4 separate regions of the Mus musculus genome follow, and all the other regions are linked to region 1. The links are chromatin contacts, called in public HiChIP or PLAC-seq maps. All regions are on one chromosome and are shown on one strand. The core of a region is the stretch at or near the end of the contact, and the rest is flanking DNA. Distances in the headings are between cores, read along the strand shown. Region 1 overlaps Mbnl1 (muscleblind like splicing factor 1). Region 2 holds the start of P2ry1 (purinergic receptor P2Y, G-protein coupled 1). Region 3 has its middle 42 kb from the start of Gm33650. Region 4 has its middle 16 kb from the start of Gm33650.

Evidence for each region. HiChIP or PLAC-seq counts read pairs in DNA pulled down with a chosen protein or histone mark.
Region 2: an HNF4G HiChIP or PLAC-seq map of pancreatic cancer cells shows a contact between it and region 1. The contact joins the promoter of P2ry1 here to the enhancer-like site in region 1. A contact is called at or near these places in 1 of 39 promoter capture datasets (liver), 4 of 484 Hi-C or Micro-C datasets (the G1E-ER4 cell line, embryonic stem cells, liver and 1 more) and 2 of 115 datasets of contacts at active chromatin or transcription factors (pancreatic cancer cells and stem cell-derived epiblast-like cells).
Region 3: an HNF4G HiChIP or PLAC-seq map of pancreatic cancer cells shows a contact between it and region 1. The contact joins two enhancer-like sites. A contact is called at or near these places in 3 of 484 Hi-C or Micro-C datasets (all in uterus), 3 of 115 datasets of contacts at active chromatin or transcription factors (embryonic stem cells, epiblast stem cells and pancreatic cancer cells) and 2 of 9 other capture datasets (adipose tissue and pancreatic islet).
Region 4: a FOXA1 HiChIP or PLAC-seq map of pancreatic cancer cells shows a contact between it and region 1. The contact joins two enhancer-like sites. A contact is called at or near these places in 3 of 15 datasets of contacts at CTCF or cohesin (CD8 T cells, large pre-B cells and pro-B cells), 33 of 484 Hi-C or Micro-C datasets (CD4 T cells, CD8 T cells, CD8 central memory T cells and 20 more), 6 of 115 datasets of contacts at active chromatin or transcription factors (CD8 T cells, bone marrow-derived dendritic cells, epiblast stem cells and 3 more) and 2 of 9 other capture datasets (embryonic stem cells and liver).

Annotation. Positions count from the first base shown.
Region 1 is chr3:60,616,527-60,619,094 of GRCm38.p6, forward strand. All of the region lies in intron 6 of Mbnl1 (muscleblind like splicing factor 1), which reads left to right. Among named protein-coding and RNA genes, the nearest start is that of Mbnl1, 120 kb to the left of the region's middle. Within about 2 kb of position 1,300, at least 68 of the 459 cell types and tissues checked have an H3K27ac peak or open chromatin away from gene starts, as enhancers often do. A contact at or near this core is called in muscle stem cells, pancreatic cancer cells and stem cell-derived epiblast-like cells, where this site is marked.
Region 2 is chr3:61,001,489-61,004,056 of GRCm38.p6, forward strand. It overlaps P2ry1 (purinergic receptor P2Y, G-protein coupled 1), which reads left to right and starts at 1,297. Exons shown (of 2, transcript NM_008772.5): 1 at 1,297-2,568. The coding sequence starts at 1,954.
Region 3 is chr3:60,266,278-60,268,845 of GRCm38.p6, forward strand. No RefSeq gene overlaps it. Among named protein-coding and RNA genes, the nearest start is that of Gm33650, 42 kb to the right of the region's middle. Within about 2 kb of position 1,269, at least 9 of the 459 cell types and tissues checked have an H3K27ac peak or open chromatin away from gene starts, as enhancers often do. A contact at or near this core is called in pancreatic cancer cells, where this site is marked.
Region 4 is chr3:60,324,015-60,326,582 of GRCm38.p6, forward strand. No RefSeq gene overlaps it. Among named protein-coding and RNA genes, the nearest start is that of Gm33650, 16 kb to the left of the region's middle. Within about 2 kb of position 1,292, at least 9 of the 459 cell types and tissues checked have an H3K27ac peak or open chromatin away from gene starts, as enhancers often do. A contact at or near this core is called in pancreatic cancer cells, where this site is marked.

The DNA.
Region 1 (2,568 bases), core at 50-2,549:
TCTTTCTTATACAATTTTACTTTGAGAACACTTGAAATATATATATTTGATAAAATAATTTATTAACAAATTAGTAAGTGAATGGCTAGGTATGTGCATCACAAATCTAGCACATTGAGCTATGGTGACAGTATTTAGAGTATCACATTTTTGTGATATTAGAGAATGAGACAGTTTATTTTAGACTTAGAAAATTAATACATCATGCTCATATTAGATGTTACTAGGAAACAAAACTTTTTGTATAGTTCATTTCTGAAAACTGGCCATTTCCACATAGAATCAGGTGCATCATGTACATCAGCTAGCTGAAACATTTCATTAAAATATTCCATGATGAAATGAGAGGTGTGCTCTTGGATACCTTGTTCAGACTGCCTGATAGGGGTACCCAAGGCCTCATGCAGCTCCCTGGCCATCTTGTTGTGTTTGTGGATAGGAATCCTTGAGTGGTTGCTTCCTAGGGTTGCACAGACAAACACAGCACAAATTGCTATGTCTAGTGATTTTTGTCCAGGTTTTTGAGACATTTGTGTATTTATTTACAAATTCTTTGGCTTGAAAATATTGGCGATTTTATCTTTTTAAACTCCCTCTAGAACTAAAGGAAGTCAGCCTTACCATAGATTCAAATATAATCACATGTGTAGTGTCTTGGACAGAATAAGCTCATTTCCCAAAATCTAGCTTATTTTATATGCATATACTATAGAATTAATACAGGTGAAATATTCTATTAATTACAGTATAATTTAGAAAATACACTGTATTTTTCACAGCTTGGATTTTTAGGGCTATGAGGTGTGTTGCTTCAACAGTAACTGTAGATGTGTGGGTCTGTTTCATTGAAATTACAGGGAAGCACAGTGTGCTAGCTCCATAGAACAGGTGACTACATATATAGGAACTAGATTCTTGACAATGAGTCAAGGATTCTAGCTAACCATCTACCTAAAAGAAAAGAACAAAACCCAAACAAACAAACAAACAAACAAAACCCCCACATATTTAATGTAAGAAAAGACTTAGACTTCCATAGCATCTGATCATCTGGTCCACCATTCATGATTCTATCCTCCCACCCCCACCCCATGTGTCTGTCCATCATTCTGTCTTCAGCTCCCTGGCCTCTCCTTCCCTCCTTCCTTCTCTTCTCCTTGTCTTTGTCTTGCCTTTGACTCACTTAGCACACATGATTACATGCCCTGCAGGATGCTGGTATTTACACTAGACCTGCCAACAGGTAGGGGCAGGTAGGGGCAGTGTTTCCTGCCCCACAGTGCTCCTCTTTGTTTTCCACATTCCATTCCAAAGAGTCACCATTGGCTGAGTAATGACTCAGTAATTGCCTGCCAAATACCTCTTAGATGTCTTCTCTCCTTTTTTTCCTCAAACCCAAAGTTTGGCTTGACTGTCCATGCTCCCAGTGAGAAATATGGGGCCTAGTGAAGTGTAGCGATTTGTCATAAGTTACATGGCTCTGGAAACTTTTAGCAGAACTTTAAGGGAACTGGGCTTGTTTCTCAATAGCTATGAGCCTGTCATATAACTGCATTAAAAGGAATTTCAGAATACAGCCCTTACAAATCCCCAAACTCCACACCTTTTTTTATGCCCTTTATCTTATTTAAAATATATTAAGTATAACTGCTTTATTAAGTTCAGTGGGGTTTTTTGCTCATTTAATTGATTTTTCAGTTTTAGCTACACAGTTTCTTGTTTTATCTTTAATCTTCAGAATTAAGCTGATCATAAACAGACCAGCTATAATCTACAGCCCGTTTATGTCATAGAAATTAATTTAACCCCTTTGATATGCCAGAAATAAGACTTTCAGTGACACTGATTTTATTTGATTTTATTTTTGCCTTAAATATAAATAAAGGCAAGTTCTAACTTCACTGGACCTGAAGGAAGTAAAGACCATTCCTGAGAGAATTTTGAGGCTATCCTCTAGTATCTTTCCCCCTCTGTCTCTTACCCTGTGTAGCCCAGGTTTGAAGATGTTCTCCTATTTTCATTCAGTCCCCATGATTCACCTTAGCCATTACATGTTTGCAAGACCTTGAATACAAGCATCCTGGACCAAGCTCATAAGCTCATATGTAGTCTGTGCCTTAAGAATCTTCCAATGGCAAGGCGATGGGAAGGAATGGCCCTCGGCCCCAACAACTCATGGCTCCACAGACTTCCATGTTCTCCATCTTCAGTTTTCCATAATGATTTTAACTTCCTTGGAAGCATATCACTTCTCTCTACCTATCATATTTCTCTCAGCCAGTGCCATCAGACAGTTTTTTAAAGAGCTAAACTAGTTTAAGACAACTAATATGTTGGCTCACATTACACTACTACTAGAAATAAAGAAAAGGCCAGGAAACTGTTAGATGGTGATGTAGATGTTTGGACCAGCGAGGCAGAGAAATCTTTCACCTGTTGCTTTTATTATAATCAATATAAGTATAAATATTTATAGTTTTTAAAATTTATGTTGAAATATTTATAAATAGTAAAAATAAGGAAACTATTACATAATTGAATCTCAGTTTTAACAATTTATTGACTGCA
Region 2 (2,568 bases), core at 47-2,546, 380 kb after region 1:
CAAAGTCATTTAATATATGAAACTAGAATGAAATGGCTATAGAATATAATCGAAGGTATTCTATCCTCGTACTTTTTTTTTACAAGAAAAAATGTATTTGTTAATATGGCACATAAAATACATTAATCAGTAGATTGTCAAGAAGGGCTTGGTTCCATTCTTGGGTGGGTCTGTTTAATCATGTCTTCAGGTAGGAAACAATCCATTTAGTTTACAATTAAACACTTTTTTTTTATATATTGCCCACATTTTTTATGCATTTGGAACCCTAGACTAAGATTTACAAAAAATAAAATAATTACATTGGTCTCTGTCTAAATTTGAAAGGTATCTACTAGAGGAACAGGCATTTTAAGAAATAAGATTCACAATAAAGCCAAACTGTAAAGTTATCCCTCAACAAATGAACCCTCTTTCTTTATAAAGCTGTGTTTAATATTCAGCTTGATTCAGAATCATTTTCACTGTAGTCTCTATTATTTAAATGTATGTAAATGGTAACTGGAGGTTGGAGGGAGGGCGCTTGTTCTTTCCAGCAAGTGTTAGCAGTCAAGTTGGACTGATGATGTGTGCTGCGTTAACTAAGCAGTTAGACCAGGTTCTTATGTACATTCTCACAATAATGTTACCAGTGATGCCGGTGTATTAGCATTTTTCTAAGTAGTGCAAAAAATAGTATTTGGATAAAGCAAACAACAATAAAAACAAACAGACATGAAGGGCAGAAAGCGACTTGCCCATGCCGCTTACCACCCTCACTCATTCAGAGCTGGCACCCTCTGGGATCAGCAGGTTCCTACACGCGTTGGGCAAAGCAAGGCGCTGTGCAGGGCCAGGGCGTGCCCACCTGCAAACCGCTGGTTGTCTGGAGCCTGCAAACACCTTGCGAGTTCCGGGGAGGCTCCGGAGATGTCTGTCTCAGACTGCTCAGCTCAAAGCTTTAGACACAACGCTGCCAGCGTCCAGAAGGTTTTCAGCGTGTCAGCAACTTCACTTTACAGAGCTAGCTGGTGGAGGACCGAGGAAACCCCTCCAGCCATACGCTGGCCAGAAGCCACCGCTGCCCTAGAGCACCTTTTGTTCTGACCACTGATTCGAGTGGTGGCGGCCTTGCCAGGCGTGCAGGGGCACCGCGATCTCTGCTTCCAGAGGCCACCTCCCGCCCTGGGCGCCCAGCCCTGAGCCGGCGGCCCGGAGCTTGCACGGCGGAGACACGCCCCTTGCCTCCCCGCGGAGCACAGACTCGCCCGGGCTCCTAGGCTCCGCCCACCCCGCTGGGAGCCTGGCTTTCTCTCCTGCCCCCTGCACTCGAGACCCAGCCGAGCGCGGAGACGAGCTGCAGCCTTCATGGACTGTGAGCGGGGTACAGGGTAGGTAGTACGCCAGGGTCCGAGGCCACGCGCTCTCCAAAAGACCTCCAAGGTTGAGCGCGGGCTCAGAATGTGGCCGGAAGAAGAGTCGCGGCGTCCCTGGTGAAGGTCCCGGGTTGCAAGGTAGGGAGTAGGCAGATGGCCAGGCAAAGTTGATCAGAGAGGAGGTGGTTGGCCTGCGCCTTCGGGCCGCTGGGAACAGCCGAACTACTTGGACTTGACCCGCCGCGCCCCAGGCGCTCTGAGCAGCGCCTATCAGTCGCCCTGCGCGGGAGCGCACTTGCAAACTTGGTGGAGGTGCCCTGCGCGTCCTGTTGTGTAACCTCCGCGCCGCCAGCTGGACCGGGAAGTTGCCCGCACGTCCTTCAGCTTAGATCGGTCGCAGCTCCGGGCGAATTTCATGGCCCGCGACAAAAGCGCGGCCAGAGCCGGCGTGGGCGAGCCCCTGCGCGCTCCGACCCGTGGGGAACTCCCGCGCGCGGTCCCTGGCCTGCGCCTCCGATGCGCGCTGAGTCTCTCGCCGCTGCTGCCCGCTCGCCGCGGTCTGCCCTTTCTAGTAGCTGCCTGAGTTGGAAAGAAGAGGATGACCGAGGTGCCTTGGTCGGTTGTCCCCAACGGGACGGATGCTGCCTTTCTGGCGGGCCTGGGCTCGCTTTGGGGAAACAGTACTGTCGCCTCAACTGCAGCAGTTTCCTCTTCATTCCAATGTGCCCTGACCAAGACCGGTTTCCAGTTCTACTACCTGCCGGCTGTCTACATTTTAGTGTTCATCATAGGCTTCCTAGGCAACAGCGTGGCTATCTGGATGTTCGTTTTCCACATGAAGCCTTGGAGCGGCATCTCCGTGTACATGTTCAATTTGGCTCTGGCTGACTTTTTATACGTGCTCACCCTACCAGCCCTCATCTTCTACTACTTCAACAAGACTGACTGGATCTTCGGGGATGCTATGTGCAAGCTGCAGAGATTCATCTTCCACGTAAATCTCTACGGTAGCATCTTGTTCCTCACCTGCATCAGCGCACACAGGTACAGTGGCGTGGTGTACCCTCTCAAGTCTCTGGGCAGGCTCAAGAAGAAGAATGCCATTTATGTCAGCGTGCTGGTGTGGCTCATTGTGGTGGTGGCCATCTCCCCTATTCTCTTCTACTCTGGCACTGGGACTCGGAAAAACAAAACTGTCACCTGCTATGACACC
Region 3 (2,568 bases), core at 19-2,518, 350 kb before region 1:
TCCATGGGTGTTTTGTTTCCTATTCTAAGAAGGGGCAAAGTGTCCACACTTTGGTCTTCATTCTCTTGATTTTAATGTGTTTAGCAAATTATATCTTATATCTTGGGTATCCTGAGTTTCTGTATTTACCCCACACTAACATTAGAGAAATTATATCAGTGTTTCAGTGGTCTTTGGACACTATTAACTTTTAATGTTACTAAATGTAGAAACACTAGCTAGGCAATAAAGTAGTAATTCATAGCAGTCCTTTTCAATATCTGTAAATATAATATGAGTAATTCATAAACAGGAGCCTCCCAACTGTAGAATTTTATTCTTTTACCTTCCCATTGTTGGAAAAAAGAAGAGACTTAGGAGTGTGCCATTAAAAACACAAAAATTTCTCATTTATAAAGAGCTTTACATAACTACTTTGAAATAAAAGATCTATAGTGAAGAGAAAGCATACATATAGTTATACATATAGTTTTTTATTGTTATTAAGAAAGTAAAAAGAGTGAACTAATATTTCTGGTATGATTCCTCTGGATGCTGCTGTCTGCTTCAACAGTCCTCAGTGCGGCACTCTCTAGTTAGTGGTACTTAAGGCTGTTCATTCCTCACATTACTCATTTCTCAGGGAAGAGAAGGAACTACTTCTCAAGCTATTGGTCTCTCGGCAGAACAGTCTGCTTGTGGATTGGAATTGTATGGGAAGTTGGCGAGAAAAGAAGTTATAAACAATTTATTTGCCTTTGAAATTCAAAATTTATCTTAGACTATATGTAGTGTGTGTGTGTGTGTGTGTATATATATAGGTGTGTGTGTTTGTGTTTAGGTGTGTGTGTCTTTGTGCATGTGTGTGTTTATAAACTTTGATAGGTCATTATAAAGCCAAAATAACTGTAGAGTACTTGTGTGTGTGTGTGTGTGTGTGTGTGTTTTTAGTTGTATGTCTTAAAAGCTTCCCTTGTAAGCCTCCCCACTCACTAGACTGTAAACTACAGGCAGGCACTGTGTCAACTTTACCACACAGCTTTGTCTCACATGTCACATCAAGTAGGCTAAAATATCTGTCATACTAATGAAGCAACTTCTTCTAATTACTGTCTCCTTTCCTTAAGGGCAGGCTTCTCTCATTCATTATTTATCTCTGATTTTAGGCAGCATTCTTCTCTCTTTGCAGAAACCCTTTACACCTAAGCAAAGTGCACAGTCTTCATTTATTTGCCTAAGTCAAGAGCCTTTGAACCACCCCAATGCTGGTGAACCTTTAACAATATTAAGTACTTATCCACACCCCATACTTGAAATTCCTTTTTCCACTTTGGCCATTGTCAACTTATTCCACCCTTCTCCTCTTAGGTAAAAACATTTCACTTTTGTGTTTATATTACTAAATCTTGACTACAAGTCTATTTACCTATCACTTCACTTGCTTTTTCAGGACATTTTCTTCTACTCCTTGACCTTCAGCTGCCAAACCTTAGTTGAAAAAACCTCAATCAATGTTCACTTTTTGTCATTGATTTCTGAATTTTTTTTGCAGAGTGAATGTCTCAATTCAGGTATAATTTAGAGCAATTTTAACTCCACAACAAAAGGACTCTAGCTAGTTTAAGCAAAATAAAAGAAAGGGAGAAAAGGTTATTTGCTGGAGATATTACTGGAATGTGTCAGCAATCCTAAAGGGTGGGGAATGGTTAGTGAAAGAAACCAAAGTCCAACTGGAGGTGAGAAAATATCCTTTCAGTCTCAGCCTGGATCCTGCCTCTCTCATTGGTCTGCTTATGCCTTTTCTCATCCTGATGACTTCTTTCCCCTATAGTTCAGTGGTCTCCATGTTTAAAAATCCCCACCTTCAGCCATTCAGAAAAAAAAAAATCTTTATTGTTCTCTCTGTTCTACTGAAATAATCTGAGGCAATGACTCTCAATGGGATATCTTAAAAAGGGGTTCTACCCTAGTATGTTCATTCTATGTGCAGAAAAGAATTCATTAAAAAAAGAAAAGATAACTTCTTGAAAACTGTGTGCAGTGAAAAGGCATGTTTGAAGAGCAGAAAATGGTAAAGAAATAAGGTTCACTTAAACAGACTAATACATTCTCATTCCACTATCCTAGACTCATAGCAAACAGAACCCTGGGGCCAAACTTAACTGTTGTGCACTGACCCATCCCTCCTTCCTGAAAGAAGGGAAGAAAAATAACCTATGTCCCTTCAGGAAAGTTATGATCCTATCCCATTCAGGGTTGGAATTCCTGCATTCACCCACCAATATACTAGTTTGTTAGTTAAGCCCTGAATCACCTAATGGTTCTGTCTTTTCAAACCTTTTGACACTACCTTCCTCTTTTAAAATTACCCTTCTGGCTGTCTCTTAAAAGCCATCATTTGAGCAAAATCTTGCTAGTGTATGCAATGGTGTCAGCATTTGGAGGCTGATTATGGGATGGATCCCTGGATATGGCAGTCTCTAGATGGTCCATCCTTTTGTCTCAGCTCCAAACTTTGTCTCTGTAACTCCTTCCATGGGTGTTTTGTTCCCAATTCTAAGAAGGGGCAAAGTGTCCACACTTTGGTCT
Region 4 (2,568 bases), core at 42-2,541, 290 kb before region 1:
AAAGTTACCAAAAAAAAAAAAAAAAAAAGTCCTGGCAACATTAAGTTGGCCAAGTAGTCAATGAGTCCAGTTGCGATTTAAGAAACTGATGTAGACATTAGCTCACACATTTTGAAAGAAAAATGAACATGAACATAAAAGGGCATGGGAATAATAACAACTCTTGTTGACATTTTCAAACATATTTTCTACCATGCTTCCCAAGGTTTCTTCAGAAACCAGATCAAGATCTGCTTCTGATATAAAATCACTTGTTCATTCCTTCAGTCAAAATATTATTTTCATGCTACGGCTTAGAGCCATGCTTTTGAATAGGAAACTTAAAAATCAATGAGTTAATCTGTTCATGATTACTGGCCTGGTGCCTAACTCTAGTAACTTGTTTGTCATCAAATTTGTAACTTTTTTTTGATTAAATGACACAAAATAATGTAATGAAGAGAAAATGTATTACAAATGGCAAATGATTGCTTAAATATCATGTAATACACTCAAAGACCAATACATAATGCCTCATTTCAACTTCATAGTAACTCTGTGAGTTAGGTATTGTAGGACTATTTTCCAGGTGAGGTAATGCTTTGGAACAAATTGCTTTGTATCCAGGAAAGGACAGAGCTTGGATTTATTCCCAGATATGTATAAGACTCAGTATTTGCTCTCAACCACTGTAAATATTGCCTCTTGGGCTAATAAAATTCTGTCTCCTTTCCCAAGAATACAGAATTTTCTTTATCTTCACTTTTATTCTAATGCTTCACAAGTATTTGTGTGGAAGTAACAGGAAGAAACAAAATATAAATAAATGTTTTAGATAATCCTGCTCTTCACTGCCATCATTGTGGTATAATTAGGGAGTATTATTCATATTCATATATATAATTTATGTTCGGTGGTGGTAGTGCATGCATTTAATTCCAGTACCTTCAACGCAGAGTTAGGCATATCTCTGAGTTTGAGTGAGTTCCAGAACAGCCAAAGTTGCACAGAAAAATATTGTCTCAAAAAACCCAACAAGGAGAAGGAGCAGTTAGAAGAGGAAATGAAAAGGAGGAGGAGGAGGAGGAGGAGGAGACATATTTTATTAGTTACTTTTCTCATTGCTATAACCAAGTACAATAAAAGAAGCAACTTAAGGGAAGAAAGCTTTATATTGGCTTATAGTTCCCAGTGATACAGTTTTATGACAGGAAAGCCATGATGGCAGAAGCCCAAGATTGTTTATAACATTACATCTACAGTCAGGAATCAGATTGAACAAATATTGAAACTAGGTTGTAAGTCCTCAAGGCTTGCTCATTCCCAGTTCCTTGAACAAGTCTCAAACTCCTCAAAATCCTACAACTTTCTGGAACGGTGCTGTAATCTGGGGACAAAGTATTCAGATGCATGAACGTATAGGGCATTTCACGTTCACATCATAGTGCACACCTTAAGGAATCAGATCATCAGATTTTAGGCCTGCAAAGCATCCTGATTCACTCCAGTAGGAACAACTCCATATTAAAAATATAAAGGGCAAAGAAAATAAATGTATACAATGAAATTTGTTAGGGATCTCTATCTCTACTTAAAAGAACATTTCATTTTATTGCTGTTGCATATTTAAGCTACTGGTGACAGCATCTTCTGGAGTTTATAGTTGTGTGGTATATGGGCACCTGAAGCAAGCTTCACTCTTAGGAGTGAAATATAATCTAGAGTTTTCCAAAATACTGACCATTCCATAACCCTAACTATCTGTCTTTGTATTTATGCCACAACTTTTAGTGAAAGACACTTACCCAAATCAGGATGATAACTATCAACACTCAGACAACTAAGGTATGAGGACAAGAGTCAAGCCACAAGACTGAAGGAACCTGACTACACATTCACAGCAAGATTTTGTCTCAACTTAAAGAGTGAGACAAAGGGAGGAAGGGAGAAGGGGTATAAATTGAGAGAATCAAGGAGGGAAGGAAGGAGGAAGGAAAGAAGAAGAGAGGAGAGGAGAGGAGAGGAGAGGAGAGGAGAGGAGAGGAGAGGAGAGGAGAGGAGAGGAGAGGAGAGGAGAGGAGAGGAGAGGAGAGGAGAGGAGAGGAGAGGAGAGGAGAGGAGAGGAGAGGAGAGGGACATCGTGTGTCTATGTGTCTGTGTCTCTCTACCTTAGCTCTCTCCACTGAGAACACCAGAATGGTTTCTCTCCAATAGCAAAGAGCATCTCTAGCACTTAGACCTTGATTTGGGCAAGCAATATTCCCTTAAGAAAAGTAGAAATCAGTGGAGAAAAGATTCTATGAAAAGGTTGGTCCGAGAAAGTGCAAGATGAGCCCAGACTAATTTGTTATATTTTAACAGGTAAAACATCCAGAAAATAATGGGAAATGCCAATAAAACACAACAAAAGTACCTTTAGGGAGCCCACTGAAGAAATGTGGAATTTTAAGATCAAATACAATGAAAAATTAAATAAAATATTTCTCTATATGTGCCAATAAATGTAAATGAATAAATTAAAATTTTGGTGAGGAATATTTATCTGCTTAAATTCAAAGTAGCTTCCTTAGGAAACCTTAATTACAAATA